Linked DNA regions of Mus musculus: all the other regions are linked to region 4. Evidence: chromatin contacts called from public HiChIP or PLAC-seq data. All regions are on one chromosome and are shown on one strand. The core of a region is the stretch at or near the end of the contact, and the rest is flanking DNA. Distances in the headings are between cores, read along the strand shown. Region 1 holds the start of Coro6 (coronin 6). Region 2 overlaps Myo18a (myosin XVIIIA). Region 3 holds the start of Gemin4 (gem nuclear organelle associated protein 4). Region 4 holds the start of Cpd (carboxypeptidase D).

Region 1 (3,048 bases), core at 480-2,979, 620 kb before region 4:
GGTTCACTGTCATTCGTGTGTGTGTGTGTGTGTGTGCACAAGCACCGCTGGGAACGGAACTCAGGGCCCAGCACTTGTTAAGTAAATGGTCAACCAATGAGCTGCATCCCAGGCCCTTGCTCTCCTGTATGTGGTTTTGAAGTGGGCAGTAGATTTGTTTACCTCTCAAATCTGTGTTATTAGTTTTCTCTTTGCAGACCTTTTTCAGAATTTAACCCCACCCCCACCCTCAGTCTACTCTTTGAACTTTGCTGGAGATGCACAGTGTGAATGCCTTTGTATTAGGAAGTCTGATTCAGAGAGACAGGCTGACCTAACAAAGTACCCACAGCAGGACACGGAACCCAGACTCAAGTTAAGGTCTCATTATGTTGATTAGCCTAGGCTGATCTTGCCTCGGTCTTCCCAGTGCTGGGCTCATGGGCGTGAACCCACATGCCCTGTGAGGAGGATGTGCTTGAACCTGTCCCCCAAGTTGGAGGACCTTTGGCAAGCCCCTGGAGAGAGAGGTCTGAGTGAGTGACTCTGACGGCAGTGGCTTAGCCCCTGGGGCAGACCTCTCCCTTGGTTTCACCTTGGAGTCATAGGCAGCACGCAGTCTTGGTGCTGAGTGTCCCTTACCAGGGGCTGGCACTCGTCTTTCTTTTTGTCTTCATGAGTAAGTTGTGGGAGCTCTGAAGACTCTGCAGGGGTTGGCATTGGCCCAAAGCACATAGTCTGGGAGAGAGGGTGACTAAATGCCATTGACATGGCAGTCACACTGGGGGAGGAGGTGGCTCGGGCTGAAATGTGAGCCCTTGGGATGCTGTCTCTGGATGGTGTCTGCATTGTCCAGCGTGAGTCATAGGCTATTGTCAGGCCTGTCCTGACCCCACCACTTGTGAGGTCTTCTTTAGCAAGGTATAGGGCTCAGTATCTAGGTCAAGGTTATGCTTTGGGGTATCTCTCCTGGGGTACAGATGGCTACGTGTCTGCAAAGGTGGCAGTCAGTGCCTGGCCCTTTCCCTCATGTGCAGGGGAGGGAAGGCTCTGACTATTGTAACTTCTCTTTTTAGTTTCATCCCACTCCCAGGATCAGAGTCTGAACACCTCTCTCTCTCTCTCTCTCTCTCTCTCTCTCTCTCTCTCTCTCTCTCTCTCTCTCTGTATCTCTGTCTCTCTCTGTTTCTGTGTGTGTCTGTGTGTCTCTCTCCATCTCTCTGACTCTGCCTTTCTCTGACACTAGGTAAAGATAAGGTTAGAGTCTGACTGGACCTTGGTCTGCTGTATCCCAACCATCTCCATCACTAACACCCATCTTGGTTTCTGCTAGGAACACAGTGCTCTGTGGCCTAGAGATCGGGCGCACAGGTCACGCTGATGTTGCTGTTCTCCACCATTCTTTGTGGGTTTGGCAAAGACAGAGTACCCAGTCCACACAGACTGCCCTTCTGGAGGCCTGGACTTCAGTGAGAAAAGGCTAGTGTGGGATATATCCCAGAGACCCTAGCCAGTGCCCTCCCAATTGCTTTCTTCCCCTCACCCCTCACCTTGGCCAGAGGCAGGACAATGAAGGCACCTCCACCTCCAGCCTCCACAATAATGGCTAGAAATTTGGGGTTGACGGCACAGAAGGCGCTGTCCCATGTGACCTTGGATACCCGGATGTCCTCATAGGCCTGGTCAGCCTTTGCTGCCTGACCAAACACGTGGCGGAACTTGCTCTGCCGAACAACACGCCGGCTCATGGCTGGGGCAAAGATAGGGAGTATCAGAGTCTAGAGGCACGTTGGTCCTTAATCCTGCGAGCTGTGGAAGGGAGGAGTGAGTGAGTAGGATTATCTGGCCAGGATCTTCAAAGTGACCAAAGTTGGAGGCTGGTTTTTGACATCTGTCTCATGTTGTTTAATATGAGGGACAAGGATGGGGAATCTCACCGCTTCTTAGACACACAGGCTAGCCGGGATAGCAGAGGCTGACACAGGGCTGAAACTTCCTCCAAGACCTAATGTTTTGAGGAGGAATATCAGGGGGTCCCCTCATGCTGCTAGTCATGTATGAGACCTCTTTGCAAGTGTTTGTCTCTCTGAAAGGCTCCCCACCCAACACCTTCTCTTTTAGTCAGTGGACCGTAGCTCAAGGCTAGGTAGGACTGCAGCCCTCAAGATCCCATATTCACATCGCTGAGTTCAAGCCGGTGTGTCTTTTTCTACAGCTTGGCCAAGAGAAGAGGTCCTTTTGTTAGCCCTGCTTCCTACTCTTTTTAAAAGATTCCTCCGGTGGTGTGGGGTATGTGGGAGTAGGGCGATCTTCCTTCTGTCTATTTCCCCATGCACTGATTTCTCCGGATGGGGTGGGGTGGGGGAGTCCTGGCTATGGTCATCTGACACAAATATCATACTTTGGTCCAGCCTCTTGGGTGCGATGCCTGGGCTGGCTAGTCCGTTCTCTTGAGGGTGGGGGCCCTCGACCCCACCTGCAAGGACCAGATGTGCAACCAGGGAGGAGGTGAGGTCCTCTTTCTGGTTCTACGACTTCGGCTTCTGGAGCTAGGAGCTTAGCAATGCTTGCTACTTTTCCCAAGGGGACACAGCAGGTTCTCCCAAAGGCCAACTGCTTCCTGCCCCTCCCCTGCCCGGGCATCCTTGTGCCCTTCAAACCACTTCTGTAGCCCCAGGCCTGAAGGCCGGCCTACTCGCCCCCTCCTCCAGCCTCCTGCCCCGGCAGTGCGTTCCTGTGAGACTAGGTGTCTCCTCGCCAGCCGCTGTCCGGCCAAATATAGACACCAAGTCCGCCCTGACGAACTGAATTTAGCGGCGGGGGGGGGGGGGGGCGCAGACCTCTGCCCCCTCCAGAGACCCCGCCCGCGCCGTTGGCTGCGGTGGCGGAGGCAGGGAGGGGGGTACCTGGTCCTAAGCCGGGCGGGGGTGCTCACGCTGCGACTCCTCTGCGGAGCGGGCCGGGGTATGCGAAGGGCCGAGGAGGCGGCGTCCGTGCGTCCGGGCCAGGGTGTTCCGGCCGCTGCCTGCGGCTCTCGGCTGCGGGCTCCGCTGCAGTCCCAGCTGCTGC
Region 2 (3,139 bases), core at 433-2,932, 940 kb before region 4:
ACTTTGGGGAATATGCATGTGTGCATGTGGTATGCAGGGAAAAGCACTGTGGACAAGAGGAGGCCCCCAGAATTCCATATGAGGAACCAGTGAGAACCTCAGGGCTGGACACCTTCCTGCCGGGCCCTCCACTGGCCTTACTTCTTCAGTTTCTCTCACAATGCATACAGAAGAATAATGGCACACAGCCCTGTGCAATGCAGCAGGGCTTGCCAATATCACCGGCGATACTGCAATGACTGTGCCACCATAAATTCTAAAGACAGTACGAGAGGATGTGTGGGGAAGGCTATACCCGTGCCTCCGAGATCTAGGGTCTGGCAGGGAAGCTGTGTAAGGGACAACACAGTCTTCCTCTCCCATCCTGGGGGAGCCACACCCTAACCTGCCAAGGCAGCTGTTTCAGCCCTTCCGGAAGCTTCCTCAGCTACCCTTCTTCTACCCTGTCCATCCAGTCGCACTGAAGACTGGCTGTTGCCGCCTGCTGTTCACTTCCTCCAGCTGACTCTCTGAGAGTCACAGTCACGCCCGTCTCAGGATAAGACTGCCACCCCTAGCTTCCCCTTCCTTCCCGGCAGGAAAACAGGGGATGAAGAGGTTTCTAGGCTTGGGGACCTCAGAGGGCTGAGGTCTGCCATGGGTTTACAAGTGAAGTTGATGGCCTCACCTGTCATTTTTTTCTCATGCTGTTTCCCACGCCTTATCGGTTCAGGGGAATCTTATCTAGATCCAGTAATCACCACTAGGTGGTACATCTGCCCCCATGCCCACACTGGACTGGGCACCATAGAGAAGCCAGAGTCTACACAAATCGAAGGGAAGCTGAGTTAGCAGGGCAGACAGCCACACCCTGATGCTGAGGGGCCTCTGGCGTGAGAATAAGGGACTCACAGTGAGCCGGGTCTAAGGAAATCGTCCCCCAACCGAACTCCAACCAACTGAAAAATAAGCTGTGCTGACAACGTCCTCTGTAGTTAACAGATCCTAGGCTGCTGCCAACCACCATCCGGGAGCTGGAAGTGCCTGTCCCCCTGAAACTGCACAGCAGGGGGCAGGGAAACCATGAAAATGGCACTCCTCCACAGAGCCTGTCTGACACAGTAGGTGCCCACAGACTTTCCTGATGCCTAGGGCACTTCCCTACCACAGGATTGACAATGGAGGCGCCAGATGTCTTGTCCTGGCAGCAGGGTGCCCCTACTTCAACTGGGTCACGCATCCCCATCCCCTCGCTACCCCCACCAAACTGACTTCCACTCCCGGCTTCACTGGGAGACTCTAGCTGCTTGGTGTAGTGGGGTGGCGGGAACCCTGCTGGCAGGCCCAGCACATGCTTGTGGTTTCTGGGAAACGCTGTAGAGATTTGCAGCATTTTTAAAATACTTGTGTTTCCACCCCGCCACACACACACACACACACACACACTCCTTCACCCCACTCCCCAGCCACCCCAGTCAGGGTGCTTGCCTATCTGGTATTTTCCAGAACCATTTCAATGTAAATAAGAGATTAGCCGGAAGCAGAGGGCAGTGTCCTAGGTGGCTCAAGGCAAGCTACTCTTAAGACCCTGCCCCCATGCCAAGCTGTGCCTACAAAAACAGCCATTGACCAGGGCATGTACCCACACCTCGGTCAATGTGGCCTAGGCACTGTGCCCACCACCCACGGGCAGGGCGGCCAGAGCACTCTGGAATTGCTGTTCATCACAGGACAGAGAAGAGAGACCTGGCAGAACAGAACTAGCTTGGCTCACTGCTCAGGAACCCTAGAAATCCCGGACAGTGCACCCTCATGTGCCCCCAGGACCTTCCACCTAGCACTTCCTGCACTTCTGACACTTGCCAAAACAAAACAAAACTGGGATGAAGAGATGGCTCAGTGGTTAAGAGCACTCACTGCTCTTCCCAAGGCCCTGAGTTCAAATCCCAGCAACCACATGGTGGCTCACAATTATCTGACACCCTCTTCTGGAGTGTCTGAAGACAGCTACAGTATACTTACATATAATAAATAAATCAAAACAAAACTTAGTTTGGGCTCTCATGAGGTAAGACTCTGATGCCAGAGGTTTCTAAAGCTTTGGCATAAAATAATTTTTTTTTTGTTTTAAGCAAACAAACAAACAAAACCCTTAAAACTCCTGTGAGAATCATTTGGAAAAATATTAAGAACAGAAGCACTATCGAACTCCAAACCCAAGTAGCACCTGGCAGCTCTGCCCCCATCCCAGCCCAGGGCTCAGCATGGACCAGGCTAACCTGGAAGCTAGCTAGCTACACAACCTTATCTCCTGGCACCCTGCAGGTCCCACTCCTGATGGCACCTGGAACCTTGTTGACAAAGCAAATGTGTGTGGGTCATAACATTTCCACCCAGGAGTCTGGAAATTCCACAATGGCCAAAGGGATTCTGGTGCTCCTGCCAGATGACGGCAACCCTGACCAGCCAGTCTCTCCCTAGACTCCTCTACAGAAACCTGGATAAGGATTGGAAACACCCAGAATGACTTTTCTCCCTTCAATTTTTGTTTGATATTTATTCATTTATTTACTTCAGGACTTGGACAACACCCAGGACTTCCCTACATGCTGAGCTGTAACCCCAGCGCCTGAGGCTATCTTAAAGAGAAAGTTTAGGTAAGAGCCTGAGAATCATCATGGAAAACCGCACGGGGGAGTGGGAGGAAGCGCCATCCTTGCATGGCTTCACAACTAGGCAGGGGGAAGATACTAACTTCCCCGAGACCAGCTCACCTGCTACATAACCATGCTTGTCTTCTATGGAGACCCACAGAGGACAGCACTGGCTAACCTGCTAGTCCCCTGTGCTTTCTTTCCCAGAGAGACCTAGAGGAAAGTCGCTGGTCTTTACTACTGTTTATCCAATCTAATCTGGGAGGAGTTATCTAGTCTAATCTCTGGGAGGAGAGGATAGATATAGTTTTCTAGAATCAAGGGTCACTTCCACTAAGGTGATCTCTACTGATTGTCACCTTTCCTAGGGTCAGACCTAGCCATTTCCTCTTTCCCAGCCTTCAGTGCTTGTGCTCAGTCCTATGCAGAAGCAGTATGGTGCTTGGTGGTACATCCGCACCTAGGTCTGTGCTTCCACACGGAAAGGTCGTCTTACTTAACCCCTC
Region 3 (3,209 bases), core at 636-3,135, 630 kb after region 4:
CCCCACCCAACTGCCTAGAGAAACTTGCTGTTATATGACCAGATTTGCTAGAGAGCAAACCCTGGTGCCAGGCAAGTACTGCTTGCTTCAGACAAGACACATACTACCATGCTACCACGAAGTTAAGAATTCTACTTTAACACTTCATTTGCCAACTTCTGGGCACAATTTTAGCACACTGATGCCTCTGTAGTGATGGACACCGGCACTTACATGAGCCACACGTGCGTACGTTCATGTGCGTGTGCATGTGTGTGTCCGTCCATCACTGGGCCCCAAGCAGAAACCTAGGTTAAGAACATTTAGGTTGCTAAGGCTTAGGTGATTCTTTCAGGCACTGAGATGCTGAGGCCACCCTTCTTCCCTGTCCCTCAGCTGCTGTGCGTGATGCATGACCCACTTCACCATGTCACTCAAAGTTTGAGTTCCATCAAAATCCTAACTTCTCTGGACCTGTGTTCTAGGTGAGGGCTTTTCTATTTGTCTTTAGCTCTTTAGAAGGCAGAGCCCCTTTCTCCTCTGTACTGTTGGGTTCTTGGTGTGTTGATAACCCCTGATAATACAGATCCAAGCCCCCACCCCTGGTTATTTTAATAGCATGATTCACCCCACCTCTTTGCTCTTCTGCCAAATATCCACACACATTGTGGAACTGGGAAGACTATTAATGCCAGTCAGACCACAGAAAGGCAGATTAATGGAGTTTCACCCAGCAGAGAGAGGCTTCTACACATCTAAATACTTCTCCAGGACCCTCAAAGTTTCTCTTTTGCCACAGACTCCACTCTCATGCAGTTTGAATGATTTATTGGTGTTTCTGCTAACGCTGCTACCCTTTCAGTGTGTTTCAGCCATCAGGAATCTTAAACCCGTCCCCTACCAGTGGAGCCATGCTACTTCCTTGTGTCTGCCAAAATGCTCTTAGCATGGCTCCTTTTTCTTCAGCTCTTCCACTTTAGCAATGTAGATCCTCATGGCATCCATCTTGGACATCCCTTTGTTTACCATCCAGGCCTCATATTTGGCCTTTGCTCTCACATCTGTGGCAGGAGGGACAGGGATGTTACAGTCGCCCTGGGTGGCCTGTTTGTAAAAGCTGTACACCAGCAGTTTCTCCTGATCACTCACAGGCCCCTTCAGCTGCTTGAGTGAAGCACAGGCCATTTCAAACTCCACTTGGCTCATTGGTATACCAGAGGCAATGCTTCTGTTTTTAAGTGATGCGGGGTACTAGAAGAAAGTTGGAAATAAGCAAACCATGTTATTGTTAGGCCTTGGAAAGAAGGGGTAAAGAGATAATGTGTGGGATGAACACGGGGCGTTTGTGTGTTTAATAACGTACAAATCGAGGACCAGGAATCCATTCAATTGCTCCTGCCCCGCAGAGCTTTTTCCAGTGTGACTGCCCTTCAAAGTTATAAAAGCACCTATGAGCTCTGAAAGTTGACTCTGCTGTTGCCTATAGGAGATAGTGCAGCATGAAAAGCAAGCATATAGGGAGTTTTGTGTGTCTTGGGGGGGGGGGGGATGAATCCCGTGGATCCGCTGCTGGTTAGTACACAGCTGAAGGAAAGTTATTCCATGTGGGTGAATCCGGGGCGAGAGCTGCCCGGGGTTCCTGAGTGAGGGTGAATGAGGGGTCTGGACTAAGGGGTTCGACCTCCTTGCCTGAAGGGGTCAGGTTCCACATGGAGACAGCCAACAGTACCTGTGGTTAAGAAGGCTGGGAAGCCTAGGCCGAGAGGGGGCGCTGTGGCTAGGGTGGCTTCGACGCTGCGAGCTTGTTGGAGAGGAGTACGCGTGCGCCTTGAACGGCAGCGGCTAGCAGACTACAGCACGGAAGCGGAGAAGCGCTGTGGGCGGAGCCTGTGACGCGCCTGTAGCGCCGCCCTTTGTGCCGTGGCGCGGGCAACGCGTTCGCGGCCTTGGACTAGGAGGGGCGGTCTAGCCCGCCGCCAGCGTCGCCGCCATGGACCTAGGTGGGTTCCCACTTCCCTACTCCGGCCCCTGGGCCGCACCCCCCCAAAGCACCTCCTGGGCAGGCTGAGGCTCTGCACTGCTCCTACGGTGCTCGGGAGGCTGGGGGCTTGAGGAGTTTTGGGGGACCCGCAGTCGCGAGGCCGGCCTCCATCCTGTAGCCCCACCACATGACGGTCTCCTAGAGTCCTCCTCCGTCCTTCGTAGTGTCTTCCCAGTGGGAAACCGGGAGCGAATATAGCCTTGATTCTCCTGGAAATGCTCAGGGCTACTGCACGTGTTTCGGAAATGCCGGGCTGGGAGGGACGGACGTCCGGAGAGTTCTTCGTTATTAAATGACTGCCGAGTTAGTGAACATGTTTCTTATTAGGTCGCCTAGTGCATAAAGCAAAAATACTGATACTGTCTTTCTCCCAGAGGCTTGGCGTTTTCTTTGCGACCACGTGCATAACAGGACCCCATTCGTTGACTCACGCAAAGCGACCACCCCACCCCCACCCCTCTCTTGTGAGCAGGAGTTGCGCAGCCTGAGATTTCACTTTTTGAATCCGAATTCGAGTGCTGCTTGGTTTGGAGTATCCTCCTAGGCGAGGTCTGGAAGTAAGGCGGAGTTGATAGAAATCTGTGGCCATCTGCCAACCCTCTCCACCCTGCTAGGTGTGCTCTTTAGAGGGTAAGACTAGGAGGCCGTCCTGGGAAGTACTCCAAGATTTGCAAATAATACGCTGTGGAGAAATGTCTTTGTCCCTAGCCAGCTCTTTAGTGTGGAATGGTAGTTTCGTGCCCTGCAGCTGTGAAGAGTGCTGCCAAGGCTTGACTCCCTAGTTGAGACACCTTGCAAAGTTGTGCCTGGGCCTCTAGCTTCCCATCTCCAAAACAGGAGTTATAATCCTCAAGAAGTTAGTTTGACGATTACATGATTTTTATAGGTGTCAAGCTGGGTGTGGTAGCTTATGTCTAACTAGCACTCTGGAAGCAGAGGCAGGAGGATCTCAAAATTCTAGGCCGACCTGGTCTGTATAGTTTCAAGCCAGTTCCAGCTATATAACAAGAGCCTATCTCAGAAAAAAATACAAGTATGCCACCCAGCACAGTGCCTACCAAAGTAACCAGTCACTTCCTAGCACCAGCTACTGATTTAAAAAAAAAAAAAAAAAAAAAAGCCTTTGAGTTTCCCCTGGCTATGAGCTGAGTCTGGGACTTTTCTCAAGCCACATGTACACAGTCTCTGA
Region 4 (3,297 bases), core at 648-3,147:
TCATATTCCTGTAAGTAACATCAATAAAATTCATTGATTCACCAAGTTGAATTTTAGTAGTATCCTTGCTTTGGTCTGTCATTGGTTCCATATCTGTGGTGAGCAGACATTTGTTCATGTCTCTGCAGGAATAGTTTCACACAGCACTGCTTGTTACCATGGCAATGTTCAATTTGGAGCCAGCCTGCCATCCTCTCTCTGGGTCCGCAGGAACTGTCCCATTTCACCCCTAAAGTCATTTCCAGCCATTTCTTTCCATTTCCACCAGCTCCATCCTTGTTCAAGGACTCAGTACCTTCTTGGATTATGTGCTTCTTGTGGGTCTCTTGGCCTCATGTTTAAGATTGCCTATTCTGTTCTTCAAGTTACTGCCAGGGGGAGATTTTTCTAAATTAGCTTCAAACCCATCCTTGGCTCTTTATTGATACCTCTGTGATCCCCTTCACCAGTAACCTGAACCTACAAACAATTCTAGAACACCTAGGCTCTGCTCGTAAACTTTCCAACCTCCCGTGCATGCTCCTCCTTCTATCCAGAATTCTTCACTCCCATCTTGGCTTCTTCCCTAGCTTCTTGGTTGCCTTCTCCTCAGACTGAATGAGGTTTTCCTCAGGAATGTCCCCACAGATGTATTGCATTGTTCATCCCTGCATTGGATCTCTAACTATGCAAGCAATGCCTTGCTTCCCAGCTTCTAGCTTTGACAGACACCAATTACTCAATAAATACTCAGTAATCAGTGAATTCCACGGGCTCTATGAAGATTCAATTAGAGTTCAGAAACTCGAACCATCCAGCACCGAAAGAAGGGAATGATAATGGTTATCACAATTATGTCATTAGATGGGTTAGAATTTCACGCTTGATAAAAGGATTGCCAAACTTCAAATTTCTTCAAGCTAACGTGATTAAACTTTACTTGGAAGGTTAGGTTTTTCTGGACTTACCCAAATACCTTGGGGGAAGTACACTTGCCAAGCAGGTATTTCTAGACATGGCAAATCTATCTCTTAAAGACAGCATTCCAAAACTATAGCTATGGCTGTATAGAGGTGATCTAGATGCTCCTACTCAAAAGAAGTGTGAGAGGAGGGTAAGGTCACTAAAAAACGATATCTCCTCAGTGAGAGCAGAGACCAGCACACAAAGAAGATAGTTACAATCCAACACTTTTGAATGGCCAATTAAGACCACATTAAGACAGAGGGCGCCTACTATGGAAGTTTCCACTTAATAAAGGAGATACCTAGTCACGCGACAAATCAAAAATAGAATTGATTGCTTTATGAGGTGTCTCATTCTCTTCAACTGCATGTAGGCAGATGGGCTCAAGCCCAGGCAGAACCGATCAAGGGGGATGGGGGGGGGGCGGGGAGGAAGGTGCAAAGGAGATGGGACTAAGGAGGTCTTTGATTCTCCAAGGAGATTAAGATTCTTTCTAACTTCCTGATTTTCTCAAGAGTCCTTTAATCTTTGGAACCTTTCGATTCTTTTGATTACTGACTCTAAAGCATTAAAGCGTAGCTAAGAAATGCTGCAACGAAGAAGGGGGCTAGTAAAAGCTCTCAGAGAATTTCAGAGGAGAAGCCATAAAGAAGAGACTGAGCAAAAAACAAAACAAAACAAAACAAAACAAAACAAAACGAGAGAAGTAGAAGAGGAAATAGGGAGGCGGGAAGACAGAGGGTAGAACCTTAGTGGAGGAAAGGAAAGCGACTAAAGTCCCTAAGGACTGGAGTGGAGACACGCCCAGAGGGAAAATCGTCCGCTTTAAGGAAAGCCCCGCCCCCTAGAGTGACACCCAAGCATTCAAGGCTACGATTGGCTAAGGCTGGAAGGCGGGATGGGGTTGCTAGGCGCGGAGGGGATCCGGCGGGCTGCCGCCTCCCGGAGTGTGGAGCCGCTGGAGCGGAGCGGTATTAGCGGCGTTGCTGGAAGATGGCGAGCGGCCGGGATGAGCGGCCGCCCTGGCGGCTGGGACGCCTGCGTCTGCTGCCGCCGCCACCGCTGCTGCTGCTGCTGCTGCTACTGAGGAGCTCGGCCCAGGCGGCGCACATCAAGAAGGCTGAGGCGACCACGACAACCGTTGGCGGCTCCGAGGCGGCCGAGGGCCAGTTTGACCACTACTACCACGAAGCGGCGCTGGGCGAGGCGCTGGAAGCGGCGGCGGCCGCGGGGCCACCCGGCCTGGCGCGTCTCTTCAGCATCGGCAGCTCGGTGGAGGGCCGGCCGCTGTGGGTGCTGCGCCTCACAGCGGGCCTGGGGCCGCCGCCCACCGCCGCCGCGGGGCTGGACGCCGCGGGGCCGCTGCTGCCCGGCCGGCCGCAGGTGAAGCTGGTGGGTAACATGCACGGCGACGAGACGGTGTCACGCCAGGTGTTGGTCTACCTGGCCCGCGAGCTGGCGTCGGGCTACCGCCGCGGGGACCCGCGCCTGGTCCGCCTGCTCAACACCACCGACGTGTATTTGCTGCCCAGCCTGAACCCGGATGGCTTCGAACGTGCCCGCGAGGGTGACTGCGGCCTCGGCGACAGCGGCCCGCCTGGGACCAGCGGCCGTGACAACAGCCGAGGCCGCGACCTCAACCGCAGCTTCCCTGACCAGTTCAGCACCGGCGAGCCACCTTCCCTGGATGAGGTGCCGGAGGTGCGCGCCCTCATCGACTGGATCCGCAGGAACAAGTAAGCGTTGCCTGACTGCTTTCGGTCCCACGTGAGCCTTCGAGGCCAGGAGGCTTATTTTGACAGCCAGCAGGCGCCCAAACAGTGCTTGCCAGCCTAAGGGGTCGGGGGCAGTCGGTGTGGAGAGTGACACCCAGTAACTGGAACGGAGGCCAGGTTGCAGTACCTCTTCCTCTTGCTAACTGTAAAGAAGCCTGCTTGTGGCTGTCATTTGTGCAGGGCAAGCCGGGGGGCTTTTTCCCCCCTCCCATTCTATCCCTATTTTTGAAAGACCATCGTATATGAGCAACGGGTACGGATTTTAAGGATTCCTAAGTTAGCACCTTCATTATGTATGTAGCTAAGCTTGTCACTAGAAGCACTGTGGCAAGCACTTTCTGCGACTGCATTATGTCACTCGATGTTGACCACAACCGGGCGACCTAGACACCACTCATATCCTCTAGACACCACTGGTACTCTTGTTTTGCATACGGGGAAATTGAAGGGCAGACTGGTTGACTAACATCGGGGAATCTAAGCCTGGTTACTCAGTGCTCCACTGCCAGGGAGACAGAATGTAGTTCAGAAATAGCAAACGACACCCCCAGTCACTTCCTCTGCTACTGGATAGAAA

The links. HiChIP or PLAC-seq counts read pairs in DNA pulled down with a chosen protein or histone mark.
Region 1: an H3K4me3 HiChIP or PLAC-seq map of embryonic forebrain shows a contact between it and region 4, with 2.2 times the contacts expected there. The contact joins the promoter of Coro6 here to the promoter of Cpd in region 4. A contact is called at or near these places in 1 of 39 promoter capture datasets (embryonic stem cells), 3 of 115 datasets of contacts at active chromatin or transcription factors (the 230-238 cell line, embryonic forebrain and pancreatic cancer cells) and 2 of 9 other capture datasets (embryonic stem cells and macrophages).
Region 2: a contact with region 4 is called in an HNF4G HiChIP or PLAC-seq map of pancreatic cancer cells. The contact joins the enhancer-like site here to the promoter of Cpd in region 4. A contact is called at or near these places in 2 of 39 promoter capture datasets (hippocampal neurons and pre-B cells) and 2 of 115 datasets of contacts at active chromatin or transcription factors (astrocytes and pancreatic cancer cells).
Region 3: a FOXA1 HiChIP or PLAC-seq map of pancreatic cancer cells shows a contact between it and region 4. The contact joins the promoter of Gemin4 here to the promoter of Cpd in region 4. A contact is called at or near these places in 2 of 39 promoter capture datasets (liver and stem cell-derived epiblast-like cells), 1 of 484 Hi-C or Micro-C datasets (embryonic stem cells), 1 of 115 datasets of contacts at active chromatin or transcription factors (pancreatic cancer cells) and 1 of 9 other capture datasets (adipose tissue).

The regions. Positions count from the first base shown.
Region 1 is chr11:77,462,592-77,465,639 of GRCm38.p6, reverse strand. It overlaps Coro6 (coronin 6), which reads right to left and starts at 1,729. Exons shown (of 10, transcript NM_139128.2): 1 at 1,530-1,729. The coding sequence starts at 1,727.
Region 2 is chr11:77,781,799-77,784,937 of GRCm38.p6, reverse strand. All of the region lies in intron 1 of Myo18a (myosin XVIIIA), which reads right to left. Among named protein-coding and RNA genes, the nearest start is that of Gm10277, 5.3 kb to the left of the region's middle. Within about 2 kb of position 1,682, at least 162 of the 459 cell types and tissues checked have an H3K27ac peak or open chromatin away from gene starts, as enhancers often do. A contact at or near this core is called in astrocytes and pancreatic cancer cells, where this site is marked.
Region 3 is chr11:76,216,248-76,219,456 of GRCm38.p6, reverse strand. It overlaps Gemin4 (gem nuclear organelle associated protein 4), which reads left to right and starts at 1,885. Exons shown (of 2, transcript NM_177367.3): 1 at 1,885-1,979. The coding sequence starts at 1,970. Dbil5 (diazepam binding inhibitor-like 5) reads right to left here and starts at 1,844. Exons shown (of 2, transcript NM_021294.2): 1 at 1,709-1,844; 2 at 792-1,230. The coding sequence starts at 1,185. The coding sequence ends at 922.
Region 4 is chr11:76,845,608-76,848,904 of GRCm38.p6, reverse strand. Cpd (carboxypeptidase D) reads left to right here and starts at 1,897. Exons shown (of 21, transcript NM_007754.2): 1 at 1,897-2,681. The coding sequence starts at 1,939.